Regions from separate parts of the Siniperca chuatsi genome. Here region 2 is linked to region 1. A link is a contact called in public Hi-C data. All regions are on one chromosome and are shown on one strand. The core of a region is the stretch at or near the end of the contact, and the rest is flanking DNA. Distances in the headings are between cores, read along the strand shown.

What was found. A called contact is a pair of places that touch in the nucleus more often than the background predicts.
Region 2: a contact with region 1 is called in a Hi-C map of liver, with 2.3 times the contacts expected there. The contact joins two enhancer-like sites. A contact is called at or near these places in 2 of 3 Hi-C or Micro-C datasets (liver and skeletal muscle).

What each region holds. Positions count from the first base shown.
Region 1 is chrLG23:6,012,056-6,018,591 of ASM2008510v1, reverse strand. pawr (PRKC apoptosis WT1 regulator protein) reads left to right here. Exons shown (of 7, transcript XM_044186691.1): 4 at 2,289-2,323. Among protein-coding and RNA genes, the nearest start is that of LOC122871500, 32 kb to the right of the region's middle. Within about 2 kb of position 2,516, the one cell type or tissue checked has an H3K27ac peak away from gene starts, as active enhancers do. A contact at or near this core is called in liver, where this site is marked.
Region 2 is chrLG23:6,081,151-6,087,686 of ASM2008510v1, reverse strand. It overlaps ppp1r12a (protein phosphatase 1 regulatory subunit 12A), which reads left to right. Exons shown (of 25, transcript XM_044186699.1): 25 at 2,044-3,815. The coding sequence ends at 2,130. LOC122871504 (a long non-coding RNA gene) reads right to left here. Exons shown (of 3, transcript XR_006376882.1): 3 at 2,741-4,869. Among protein-coding and RNA genes, the nearest start is that of LOC122871504, 8.2 kb to the right of the region's middle. Within about 2 kb of position 4,241, the one cell type or tissue checked has an H3K27ac peak away from gene starts, as active enhancers do. A contact at or near this core is called in liver, where this site is marked.

The DNA.
Region 1 (6,536 bases), core at 1,267-3,766:
TGATTTCTGGATTTTTTTTTTTTTTAGATTATGTCTCTCACAGTGGACATGCACCTACGATGACAATTTCAGACCCCTCCATGATTTCTAGGTGGGAGAACTTGCAAAATAGCAGGGTGTTCAAATACTTATTTTCCTCACTGTAACTGAGCAACTGAGTCTGTGATTACTCTTGGAGACATTTTGCAGTTCTCTCTTGTTCTGAAGTTTGATTCGTCACTTCCTATCGATGGAGAAATAAGGATTTAATTTATACCAGTCCCAAAGGTTCACAAATTTTCATGCTAGCCAGTGGGTGCAGGCGATAAAACCTCTGCTTTAGCTTTAATGTCTATATATATTTTGTTTTGACTGCACATATCACAATGTGCAAAATGAGGACTGGCATACAGTAGCCTCACAATGTCTGTTAACAGCTGTGACCTTTCCTTATATTGTTGTTTTGACTCATATTTCAGCCCTTTTTCACCTCAGAAAATAATCAATCCAGCCCACTGACCCTTGTCAGTAGGCCAACAGACTTTGAATATGAAACTTACTATGCTAAATCTTAAATACAAGTTGTATTACAATTTCTGGGGAAACAGTCATTTCCTACATAGTCAGGCTTCTGTTGGAAACCAGCAGGCTGGGTTTCCAGGTCAGTTGTATACACAAAGAATCCTGTTGGTTTATTCAAGTTACACTAGACTGTGGAAGCAAGAGAGTAAACACACATTTACATTTAGACAGCATTTTTTATTTCTACACTGTGATCTGTATTGACTGAAGGCTGTTAGAGGGAACCTGGATTTGGTTCCCCCTTACCTAATTATTTACTCTGGGACGGGCATATAGTAGTACGATCAACAGAAATCTTTTTACAAATGTGTAATCATGATTGCAACTTCTCAAATCAGACCAAAAAAAGCAATTTTAAGAACCCTGGGAAATTGTGAAGGACTGTTTTTTTTACTGTTTTCTGACATTTTCAGACTAAACTATTAGTTAATTGAGAAAATAACTGAAACAATTATGAATATGAAAGTTTTACTTGCAGCCCTAGATGTGTGACATTGACCTTCCATTTTTGTCTTAATCCTTAAGCTTTACTGTTCCCCAGTATGTACAGCCTGGGTTTGAGTTTCTAAAAGTCTCAGACAAATCAACTCCATGGTTAAAGTCCTAGGCTATATTAAATTTAATGGGTTCAGGCCCAGTCTGAATTGGAGTACAGTACACTTGTAGAGTAGCACCATCTGCCTGCCTTCAGCTAAATTCCTGATAAGACAGTTTGTGGGGAAAGAATGAACAGCTAGAACAGGCTTTTCAGGTGCAGCAATAGCAGCTGTTGGATTACACCAAATCCTAGAAAATGTCTGTTTCTAAAACAAAATTCATCAAATTGCTCTTAAATCCAGGTGTTGCTTGAACCAGGCCTTATGTGCAGATGATATTATTTAGTGTAAGACCTGGCGCTGCTGCAGACTGCCCTCTTACTGTCCTCCATCTTAGTAAATTCATCCAGGCCTGAGCCAGGGATGAGATGAGGGCCAGGATTTCACCCACAGGTAATGGATGATATGTCACTGAGACAGAGAGGCTGGTGCATGCTAAGAGTCAGGCACAACGTTTCCCTTCACCTGCTAAACCCAAGTTCTGACTGATAGATTGTAGCCGAGCCAAGGCTCCTCAGTCAAACCGGAGACCCTTCACTGCACAAGACCTTAGGAAAGAGGAGATGCGTATTCATCTCACGGCGTCTGTGACATGCACCTCATTTTTTGAGGGAAGAGCTATTTTACCGAAGGCAACTTTATTGGAGCATGACTGCTGTATAGATCTAAACAACCTTCAGATCATACAATAATGGGAAAAGAAGATAAACATGCACCTCCATGTTGCAAAACAAGATTGCCTTCCACAACTTGGGGCTATAGGGCTCTTGCTGAACTATTAAATGCAACAAAGCTCATCTATATATCAGCTCAGCAGCTGCTATTCACAAACGTTCATACACAACCGAAAGGCTTTCTATAAATGCTGCTCCTGATAAATTTCTTTTATCCTGTTGATGGGATTTTGTGTTTTTTCTTCTTTGGTGACCCAACACAACCCAAGGCAAATGAACTCAAGGCAAAACTCATTCTGATATATACTGCTTTTCTTAAATTACAGTACTACTTGAAATTAGAGTCTTAACAGCACTACTCAAAAAATGTTTAAATCTCCAAAGCATTGGCGATGCAGTTAAGACCCTTGAGATATTGTTTTTGGACTGAAAGTATTCCTTTCCTTTTTTGTTTCAGGAAACCCCCAGATCTGGAAGCGGCCGCCACAAGAGGTGAGACTCATTTTATTATCCTGACACTGAGAGTGGAGTTTATCTGCTTCAGCTTCACTTGTAATGTGTCAAGAGAAGGAACAGAGGCTGGGATGAGAAACATCAGTTTGAGTCATTAATTACGAGAGCAGATTCCCTCTAAAATGGTCTGAGGGCTTTTTTCTTGTGCGTCACTGTTGTTTTTTTTCCATCAGTGCTGCTCTTTTCATGTTTTTGTGGCTCAAGAAAGATGACTGTTTTGAACAGTAGTTGACAGGACACCATCTGGACCTTGGACCATCACTTCACTGCCATAGCTGGCAGGGAGTGTTGAAAGTAAATCATTTGCTTTGAAAGGTTTGGAGTCTAAAATGTGTGGTTGTATTCAGTAAAGATTGCTTTGGCATTTGATAAGAGGCTTTCAAACTTTCAAACAACCTCCATGAAGATTGATGTTTGGACAGACACCTCCCTCTGCGCAGATTATTTTTTTCATACAATTTATTGTAGACATTTCGACAGAGAGCACAAAATTGTGGCCAAAATAAATGTTCTTTCATTCTTCTTCTATTATACTACAACATCAATTAAATAATAGTCAAATTTTAAATGTTTTACATTGTATACCTCTGAATTGTTGAGGGACCAAATGCTTGAAGAAAATTGTGCAATTTATTGATTAGATTAATCCTCACAATGCAGCCTGTAACACACAATCAACATTATAAGTGGTGAAGTCCTTTGAGAACCTCTGTGTGTGTCCAGTGTGTATTTATTTTGCGTTATTTGCAACCAAACTGTGAAGCTGTGGCCAAGCCCAACAGCCAAGTTCACCAGCTGACATTCAATCTGGGCATGTAATTATGGCTGTTGCTCTCATCAGCTGGCCTGGCCACACTTGGACACTCCGTAGTTCTGCAACAGATAACCTGCCAGGTGGGCAAGGCAGCACAAGATGGCTGATAGAGCAACTTTATAGATGCGTGTCTCTCTCTAATTTACTCCCTTTCTGTCAACACCCTCCTGTATCAGTCACTTTATCTTTCAAGCCATTCCTCTGCACAGAGTGCACAGCCTGCTCTCCACAAAAACTCCTTTTGTAATGTTATTTAAAGAACTCTAATACAAACCTTGGTACATGGTGTTCCATCTTGTCTCATATCACATCAAATTCCATTAAATTATCTAGCATTTAATATTGTCTGGCTTGAACATGTCTGATAGAACTTAACTTATTAGCTTATGTGGCTTATTAGCTTACATCCCAACACTTCTTCAGTATCACACATTTTTCAGTGTTTGAAGCTCCTTCTATCTTTCAAATGAAAAAAGAAACTACATATGTACTGTAGCTCATCTTGGATAGTTAGGGGGCCTGGGATATTGGAGCTTTCAAAACCAAAACACACCCGGGCCAGCTCTGCCTATTTAGAAAGCTTGAAATCTCTGCCATTGAGATAAAAGAGGGATGCATTGATCAGCTACACTTGCAAGCCCCCACCCATATATTATGGTCATTTTGTGCAAGAGGACTACTAGGGATTACTGATTACATCTTTAAAACAACTCTGAATTGAGTTTGTCTTGATGTTTTCTCGCTATTTGAGGTAATGGGATGTGTCAGGGCGAGGCATGGTGTTAATCAGATGGTTGAGTGTGTGTTGTGGTTTCCAGTGTAGTTTTGACTCATTCCACATTGACACTTGAGTTTGTGAGAGACGTTGTTAAACCTGTGGCTGCTGCTGTTATAGGCTCTCCTGTCTGTGCTTTCTCCTTCCCACCTGCTGAGGCTCCCAAGCGTGTGTGATTGGCTCAGCCTCTCTCTCCCCCAGACCTCACCCTGCAGGGTGCTAATGGGCTATGGTGTGATATTTAGTATCGAGGCCATGGATGTTTAGGCTTGGCTTCAACACCTGCTGAGCACCCTAGAGTACCCTTGTGTGTGTGTGTTGTTTGTGTGTGTGTGTGTGGGGGGGACGACTCTTGAAACGAGATAACATGCCGCTGCAATGTTTAGCACTCTGTAAGAATGAGCGAAAATAAACAGTTGGTTCTGTAAATGTCAAGGTACAGAAAAATACCGCCTCTGCTTGTGTATGACAAATGGCACAGTAAGCTCAGTAGTGAAAAGGAAGAATGACTGAGCTGAGTGAAATAGATACAAAAGTTAAGCCTTTGTTTACATCATGGGGCTCATGTACGTAGTTTGTCACTTTTCATCAAGTTTTTATTCTGCAGAAAGTCATGCTGGGTGATAGGCCTGTCACGATAACTACTTTTGTTGGACGATATATTGTCTCAGCGATAAACGATATTATTTTCATTTTAAGGGCATTTCCATCATATTCATTTGCATAAAGCATAGGGGTTGTGTCGTTTGCAGCAAGGGAGAGATACAGAATTCTTTAGCCAAATAATCACAAACTCACTACAGGGACATTATATATCTGAAGTAAAAAAAAAAGTTTTTAAAAGATCTACAAAGGGAGGGAGAAGATCAAACAAACTATTTAAATATTTACAAGATATAGGAACACTATAATCCAGAGATCCAAAGAGAAAGAGAGAGAAGCTCAAACCTGCTGCCCCAGACGCTGCACCTATTGATTGTCTGCACACAGTGCAAGAGGAGAGTGGAGAGCCGGCGCTGTTAGCAGAAGCGCCGAGGACTGCGATTACTCTGAGCAGCATGCAGGGGAATAAATCACAATATAATATATGAATTCGAGAGAGGAGCTGCCTGAACGTCACCCACGGTGAAACTCTACACAGAGAGCAGACAATGAGAGGACAGAAGCTGTGCAACCAGAAACGACAGCAAAACGTGTCTCGGCATAGTTTTTTCTGTTCATTTGGCTTAGACGCTGTGAAAAAAGTCTTATAATGGTAGGGAAAACCCTGCTGTTTATTCTGGCATCATGTTGGCTAAAATGTTGGTGACATAATAATGTAAACACAACGGGCAATATCGAGGTCAGCAAAAATGATTGAGGTCCATACATCAAACAATAAGTCAATAACATAATTGTCGCGACAGGCTACTGGGTGATATGAAAATTTACATTTTGATATATTTGGTGTTTGAAATGTGTCACCTAATAAACATAAATCAAGAGTCAAAGTGATTGCTGAGCTAAACCAAGCAACCTGGACTTCCATAACTTTATGCCAGAATGGTCTTACTAACGTACATCCCTATATACAATGAAGGAAAGTTTCCTCTTCTATTGCGAACTTCCTCTCTATAATTTTAGTCTTACTGGAGTATGATATAGTTAGGTAGGTAGCTCTTTATTTATCCCCAAGGCGAAATTTCAGTCAGTCAATTTCAGTCCCTCAACAGCAGAGAAATGTGAGGAATGTACAGTGGTGTGCAAAAGTGTTTGCCCCCTTCCTGATTTCTTGTTTTTTTACATTTTACATTACATTGTCACACTTAAATGTTTCAGATCATCAAACAAATTTAAATATTAGTCAAAGATAACACAAGTAAACACAAAAGGCAGTTTTTAAATGAAGGTTGTTATTATTAAGGGAAAATAAAATCCAAACCTACATGGCCCTGTGTGAAAAAGTGATTGCCCCCTAAACCTAATAAATGGTTGGGCCACCCTTAGCAGCAACAACTGCAATCAAGCATTTGCAATAACATGCAATGAGTCATTTACAGCCCTGTGGAGGAATTTTGGTCCACTCATCTTTGCAGAATTGTTGTAATTCAACCACATTGGAGGGTTTTCGAGCATGAACTGCCTTTTTAAAGTCATGCCACAGCATCTCAATAAGATTCAGGTCAGGACTTTGACTAGGCCACTCCAAAGTCTTCATTTTGTTCTTCTTCAGCCATTCAGAGGTGGACTTGCTGGTGTGTTTTGGATCATTGTCCTGCTGCAGAAAGTTCGCTTCAGCTTGAGGTCACGAACAGATGGCCGGACATTCTCCTTCAGGAGTTTTTGGTAGACAGCAGAGTTCATGGTTCCATTTATCACAGCAAGTCTTCCAGGTCCTGAAGCAGCAAAACAGCCCCAGACCATCACACTACCACCACCATATTTTACTGTTGGTACGATGTTCTTTTTCTGAAATGCGGTGTTACTTTTACGCCAGATGTAATGGGACACACACCTTCCAAAAAGTTCAACTTTTGTCTCATCAGTCCACAGAGTGTTTTCCCAAACATCTTGGGGATCATCAAGATGTTTTCTGGCAAAAATGCGACGAGCCTTAATGTTCT
Region 2 (6,536 bases), core at 2,992-5,491, 67 kb before region 1:
CTCTGCCTCCCCAGAGCTTTTGGTTTTCATATTGGGGAGGGTGTCTTCTTTTTTCTTTTTTTTTTTTAGTCTTTACCACAGGACACTCTCCTTTTACAGTACTGATTGATTCCACACCTTTCAGCTTATGAAAACATCCTAAATATGTCAAACTAACACATTTATAATGGGTGGAGAATCATTTAAGGTAGAGATATCTAAATTTACTCTGAAGCTGAATGATTATGAAGTACTGTAAAGGAAAGTGTCCTCTTTGTAGTTTTTAGTAGTGATGCTTCCATCAGAGGGAGCTCAGTTGTCCAGTTTGGCTTGTTCTGGCTTCTTTGCATGAAGTGGCTTCCTTTTTTTGGCATCAACTTTTTTGGCCCAAATCTTCAGAGACTGAACATTTTTTCTTTTCCCCCTCTTTACTCCCCAACTTCTAATTTGTGCAGATGACATCAACAAATATTAAAGTCAGCTGCATGCACCAACAGCTTTATTTGGACACAGGTTTAGCATTGTGCCTGTACAAGTACATTTAAACTAGCAGTTGATTGTCATCTGTAATCTATAAATGAAAGTTTGTTTTTAAGGGGACTGAAATCTCTTGTTGGAGTGTCAGTGTGTATCAACAGAGAAACTCTGAAAACTGTAGAACATGATTTCTACCTGAAGTCCTCACCACCACAGCTTCTGTACATCTTTTTAAAAAAAAGAGTCAAACATCAGTTTACATAGTAGTATATGTAATCATCTAGTACAATTTAAGACATACTGCTACCCAATAGGTTTTCAGTAGTCAATATGCTTTTATTGGAGGTTACAGAATCTATGACTTAACACTTCTGCAATCAGACAAGGTCATTACAAGAATTCACCCATTATGGCTCACTATAAACATCCAAAAAGAGAGTGTTGTCTATGTTGTCTGCCTATCAGACATAATGGAGCATTACCTTGGATACTATGGAACCCGGAAGCGAAAAATCTGCTCTTGAATGATTCACTCCTAAATTAATAATTAATGTACACAACTTAACAGAACATTACATTAAACAATCTTGTTGACATTTTAACATGATCATTTTTTTCTTCTGGGAATCAATATACTTTAGTCTTAACATATGTTTAAGGGATGTCCTAATGTTGTTTAATAAGCTACATCAGAAGTATATCCATATTTCTCAATCCAAATTCAAAAGAAAACTGAATTAAATCCAAGTGGCTCACTTAGATCAGCTTGTCCATGGCTTAACTTTTACTTTCTATTTTGCCGTTAGGCTACACAGTGGGGTACATGTGTGTACCCCATGTGCACCTAACTAATAGCATCCCAAGCTGACCAGTATTGCTGAAACAACATCCAATGTAGCATCTCAGTTTGTACAATAGAGTCTGGAAGGGAGAAGGGCATACAGTATGTAATAAATGTGCTAACGTAATCATATTTGTATGATATAATGAATTCAGTATTTGTAGGCACCTCAATACCAAAACACAGCTGCTAGCCTGCCGCTAACACTCTGAGTAGCCACAACAACCTGTAACTTAGTCCTGCTGTTACCTTAACTTGACAGTATTTTGAGAGCATAATTTCCTTATTTGTACCAAAAAAAAACAAATTCAGTTACTCCTGATACCTGCCGGGCTCTGTAGGATACTATACAATGATCGAGATTTCAAATTTTCTATGCACTAGATCAAATAAAAGTGACTTTTTTTGGTCTCTGCTGTGTATTTTTCTGGCTGCCGGTGAGCAGCTGTTCAGATTCTGCATGGCTTTCTCAGGATCTTTGGCCTGTGGTGTGCCCGCTTTTACTTCTCTCTCTTCTGACTTGGAACAAGGATGTGATTTATTTATTTTGTTTGTTTGTTTGTTTGTTTGTTTTGTAAGGAGAAAACAAAACATGAGAGATGCTGTGTGACTCCAAGATTGCTTACACAGGCTGCAAGTAATAATTTGTAAAACTGGCCTGACACCATGTATCTGTCGAGACTTGTCTAAGCCTTCTCTCTCTGTGTCTCTTCCACCCTTCCCTGTTTCCTTTTATACCCTTTCAGATGCTCCCAGACTTGAAAGCAGACAACCAGAGACTAAAGGACGAGAACGGAGCACTCATTCGAGTCATTAGCAAGCTTTCCAAGTAGAACAGACCCCCACCCTGCGCCCCATCTTCTGCACCCCCTAGTCCCCCATGGCAGTGACTAATGGAATTGCACATTTAGATATTAATTGCAACAGACATCAGAGACAAGACTCCTTTTTTGTTCTTTTTTTCCTCCCAACTCTTTATCTCCCTTTTGCTCCTCCACCACTGCAGCATCCATCCATCCATCCATCTGCCCCTGCACCACCTCCTCGACTATAATCCACCTGATTGTGTGGCTGCTGTCCAGATAGAACCACTGAGTTTACAGAGCAAAAGGAAAAAGGGTTGTGTGATCAGCATGCAAAAGCATTGTGGGTAGGGAAGCCTGAAAACTATTTAACCAATAAGCCTTAGTTGTACATAAACAGAAAAAGAAAAAACACTTGCATCGATCTCTTCTCTCTCTCAACTATCACTGAAGAACAGATATTATCCAACACCTGATTTTATTTGTGCCACAATCTCTGATGTAATTTTCTTTTTGTTTCTTCTCCCTGTGTAAGTGTTGTGTGCTGTGCAGTTTCCTCCCTCCCTCCTAAACCCCTCACAGTGCCACTTCTGTCCCATATCATCTCCTTTTGGCCTCCCCTAATTTCTCCTGTTTTTTCCCCACACACAGATCACCAATGCGCACACACACTTGCCCACACTCACCCATTTTTGTACCTCTGTGTGTCTTCCTCCAAGAGGGAAAATTTTGAATTCTCGCTTTAGCGAAACGAGGCGGACCTGGTGGAATTTAAGCTTTCACTGTATGTGCAATATGCATTTCTTTCTCTTTTTTTAATGCTTTAATGATGAGTCCATCACATGTAGGATTTTTCACTCTTCCACCGCTTCATCGCTCACCTTCCTCCTCTTCTTCTTTGTTTTTTTTTGTTTTAAGTTTGTAGTGTAGTCAGTTTATACCCTGTATTTCTCACTTTGTTTTAGCAGGTACTGAGTGATGCTGTATATACCTGTATGTATTTGTTTGAGACCAGCACATGGCATGCATTTATGGTTCCCGTCTGTTACTATTAAAAGTATACAAATTCCAGAGGACAAAAAGGTGTGTTTTAATTATTTTTCTTTTATAGTCTAAAGACATTGGATACAGTACAGTAGAGCCTCTCTCTCTTACACGGGACGGCTTGCAGTGTTCAGTGCTTTTTTCCAGTTTAAAATAAGTGTTCACATAATTGTGAGATAAAACAAAAAAAAATCGCTTCACTACATTTCACTTTCATTGTATTCAGTATCTTGAAAGAGTGCTGTTAATTTTGTTTCCAATTTTTTAAAGCTGTAGTATTATAGCCAAGGTGTTGTCACTAAAAAAAAATAAATATCTTAGGTATCGCTAACCCAGTCCTTTTTACAATGTCTACATGCACTGTCAATGCCATGTGAGGAGTCTTGATGTCAGGTTAAAGCAACTTGCCACCATCAGACATTTCATGCATCTGAAAACATTTTATGCATTTCAGTGGCCTTTTAAGGATATTTTAGTAAAAGTAAAAAAAAAAAAGTCACTGCAGATGGACTGATGACCATCTACTCTGGTTTAGACTTTTTGTTATTTTCTTTATTTTTTTTTTCCCCGTCATCTTGTAAAATAGGTGTGTGGCTTAATACATGCAAGCTGTGCTGTGACTACCAACCACTGAAGAGTTAATTAAAAATAAACTTGTACATTGTAAAGTTCCCATGTCTGATTATTTTCATCATGTTTAATTATTTAAATGGGTTTTGATAACCATGAAAGGTATATCTGGCTACGCTGATCATGTATACCTCTGAAAATGAAGTTTAAGGTCATATCTTGTACTTACTTTAATTGTACATGCTCCATCTCTAATAGAGAGTTGCTGCACTCCATCATACCAGTAGATGGTGCACAGCTTTGCAGACTCAGTCAGGTGTGCTTAACATTATTTTACTATAGTGGAGGGGTTGTTTTTTTTTTTTTTTTTTTAGCTAGTGAGTATATAGTTCTGATCAGGGCAATGTCTTTTTGTTTAATTGAACTAATCCGCACACTTAAATGCAAATGTAACACTGGATACTGAAACACTTAGCTCACACTCACACCCACATAAACATAGACATGCAGAGACAGGAGTCACGAGTCCTATTCAGCTGCACATTACAATGTTAAATGTCTTGACCTCAAGATCTTTAATCAGCAGATCTCAACCATTCTGCTTCTCCAGTAATAGGAGTCACTGTCTCTTGGAAGCAAGTTTGCAGCTCTACAACAACAGCAGAATGCTGACTGCTCTCCCTGTCCTCCCTGAGCCTAAAATCCTTACAGATGTATTCATACTCCTGAATCTGCACCGTTTCACTGTTTTTTATTGTAATCCCAGATGGCAGCGGATTTAAAACAAATAAAGTGCAGCCCAGCGTTAGATAACCTATGCACAACTATAAAGCACTGGAGAAAAGACATATTCCTCTTTGTGATTTATATGACAGTGATTGTACTTTACTGTAAGCTCTAGTTTTTGCATGTATTGTCAGTAATAGCTCACTGGGTGTGACTTGCTGTTTAGACCTGTGATGATGGGCTCCAATCTTTAGATTAAGCTTTGGGGATAAGCGGTGGTATCTGCTATAATTGCCCACAGTCATGCAAAAGTGTCTGGTTTTCTATTTTCCATTGCCTCAGCACTTGGTTAAGAAGTCTGGTTTGTGTCTGTACTGTGACATGGACATGCTTCCACAACCATCTTGAGCAGAATGTCTTCATCAGGACCTTGACAGAAGAAAAAAAGATCTATTAGACAGATTCCTGGCCTTAAAAAGGGTCCCCATGAAATTATAGTAACAAATGGTTTGAATTAATGTTGCCTTTTCATTTCGTTTGCCAGGCTCAAAGGCAAAGAGGACAACATGAGGTTATTAGTTTCTGTCATTATAGCGAGCTATACCTCAATGTGTGCATTCTGATGTCTAATCTGCAACTGTTGTAGATGATAAATGTTGCTCAGCAGGCTTTCATCTATACTTTAGCTCATTCAATTGCAGGCAACTTTGAACCAGATTATTATATTGTGGGTTTGCTGATCTGGGAAGGGTTAGGACTAAATTTAATAACTTGCAGGATTTTTTATGCATGTCATCCCTGCAGCTGTAAATTAATCCTGCTCAGTATTTTAACAAGAATCTTTGGAATAGAGGATTCAATGATGATCACATATGGGTGTAAAGTACAGGTGTCCACATACTCTCAGCCTTTGTTTCTAAAAAATGGTCAGCAGAAATGTAAAGTACACGTGATTTGTAGTAAATTGGAATAAAACATGGCCCTTTAATTAAGTGTTATAGTCAGAACGTGTTAGGTACTAGAAATGTGACCAGTAATAAGTCTCAGCAGAAGCTTTAGAGACCTAAAAAAATGCTCATGATTGCTGACTGGTCTCTTTGATTCCTGACAGCAGCTCCACCATGAGATGACGTGCTGTGCTTTTCTATGTTGGAAATCATCCATAAAGAAGGAATTAGATTTTGGCAACTGCTGTCAGACACTCGCACTCCTTTTATATTCCCGCCATGGCCTAATCTCCCTGTCTTCTCTACCGTAAAGTGCAGCAAGCCAAACAAACCTCCTCACCAACTGCAATTTTAAACCCCCAACACACACTAGACTTAGACACACTGGATGAGCAAAACCCCTCAGCGCTGAGGACAAACAGCAGCGGGGGTTTCTTTCCGATGACAAACAATGACAAATCGAGGCATCCTGATGAAGTGACAGCTGGAATCTGTCACTGAAAGCAAACACAGTCTGTTAGAAAACCAGCGGTGAGTTGGTGTGAATAAATCTAGAAAAGACGATATAGAGACGTCTCAGACTCTTTGACTGTGGTGTCACCAGCTGCATTAATAGGACGTTTAAATATCCTGCACTGTAAAGTATCATGGGAACATTCAAGAGGTTATACAAGGAGAGGACTGATAACTGCAGTGGTAAATGATAAATTAATTAATCAAATAGACAGCTGACAGAGTATTAATCAACAATTATAACCAATTAAGTTGTTTATTAAGGTGAAACTGGCTCCATCTTTCCAAATTTGAATTTTTTTCCTGTGTTTTATATAGGCTAAGTGTAATATATCTTTTGGTTTTGAACAAAATAAGCAACTGGAATGTGTTACCATGGGTTCTGGGAATTTACAATTTTCATTCGTTTTTGACAATATATAGACTAAACGATTAATCAAATAATAAGCCCTAGATACTTGACTAAAATATTGCTTGCAGCCAGATAAAGAGCCATAAGAAGAAGTTGGTGGCTTGATATTGTTCAGTAAAATTACTCAGTGAAAAAGTAGACTTACCCCTTTTTGAGAGTTAAGGAATGCATTTTTGGCAGAAACTGCTAAATCGACCTTAAATATGAGTTGAGACACAAAACAA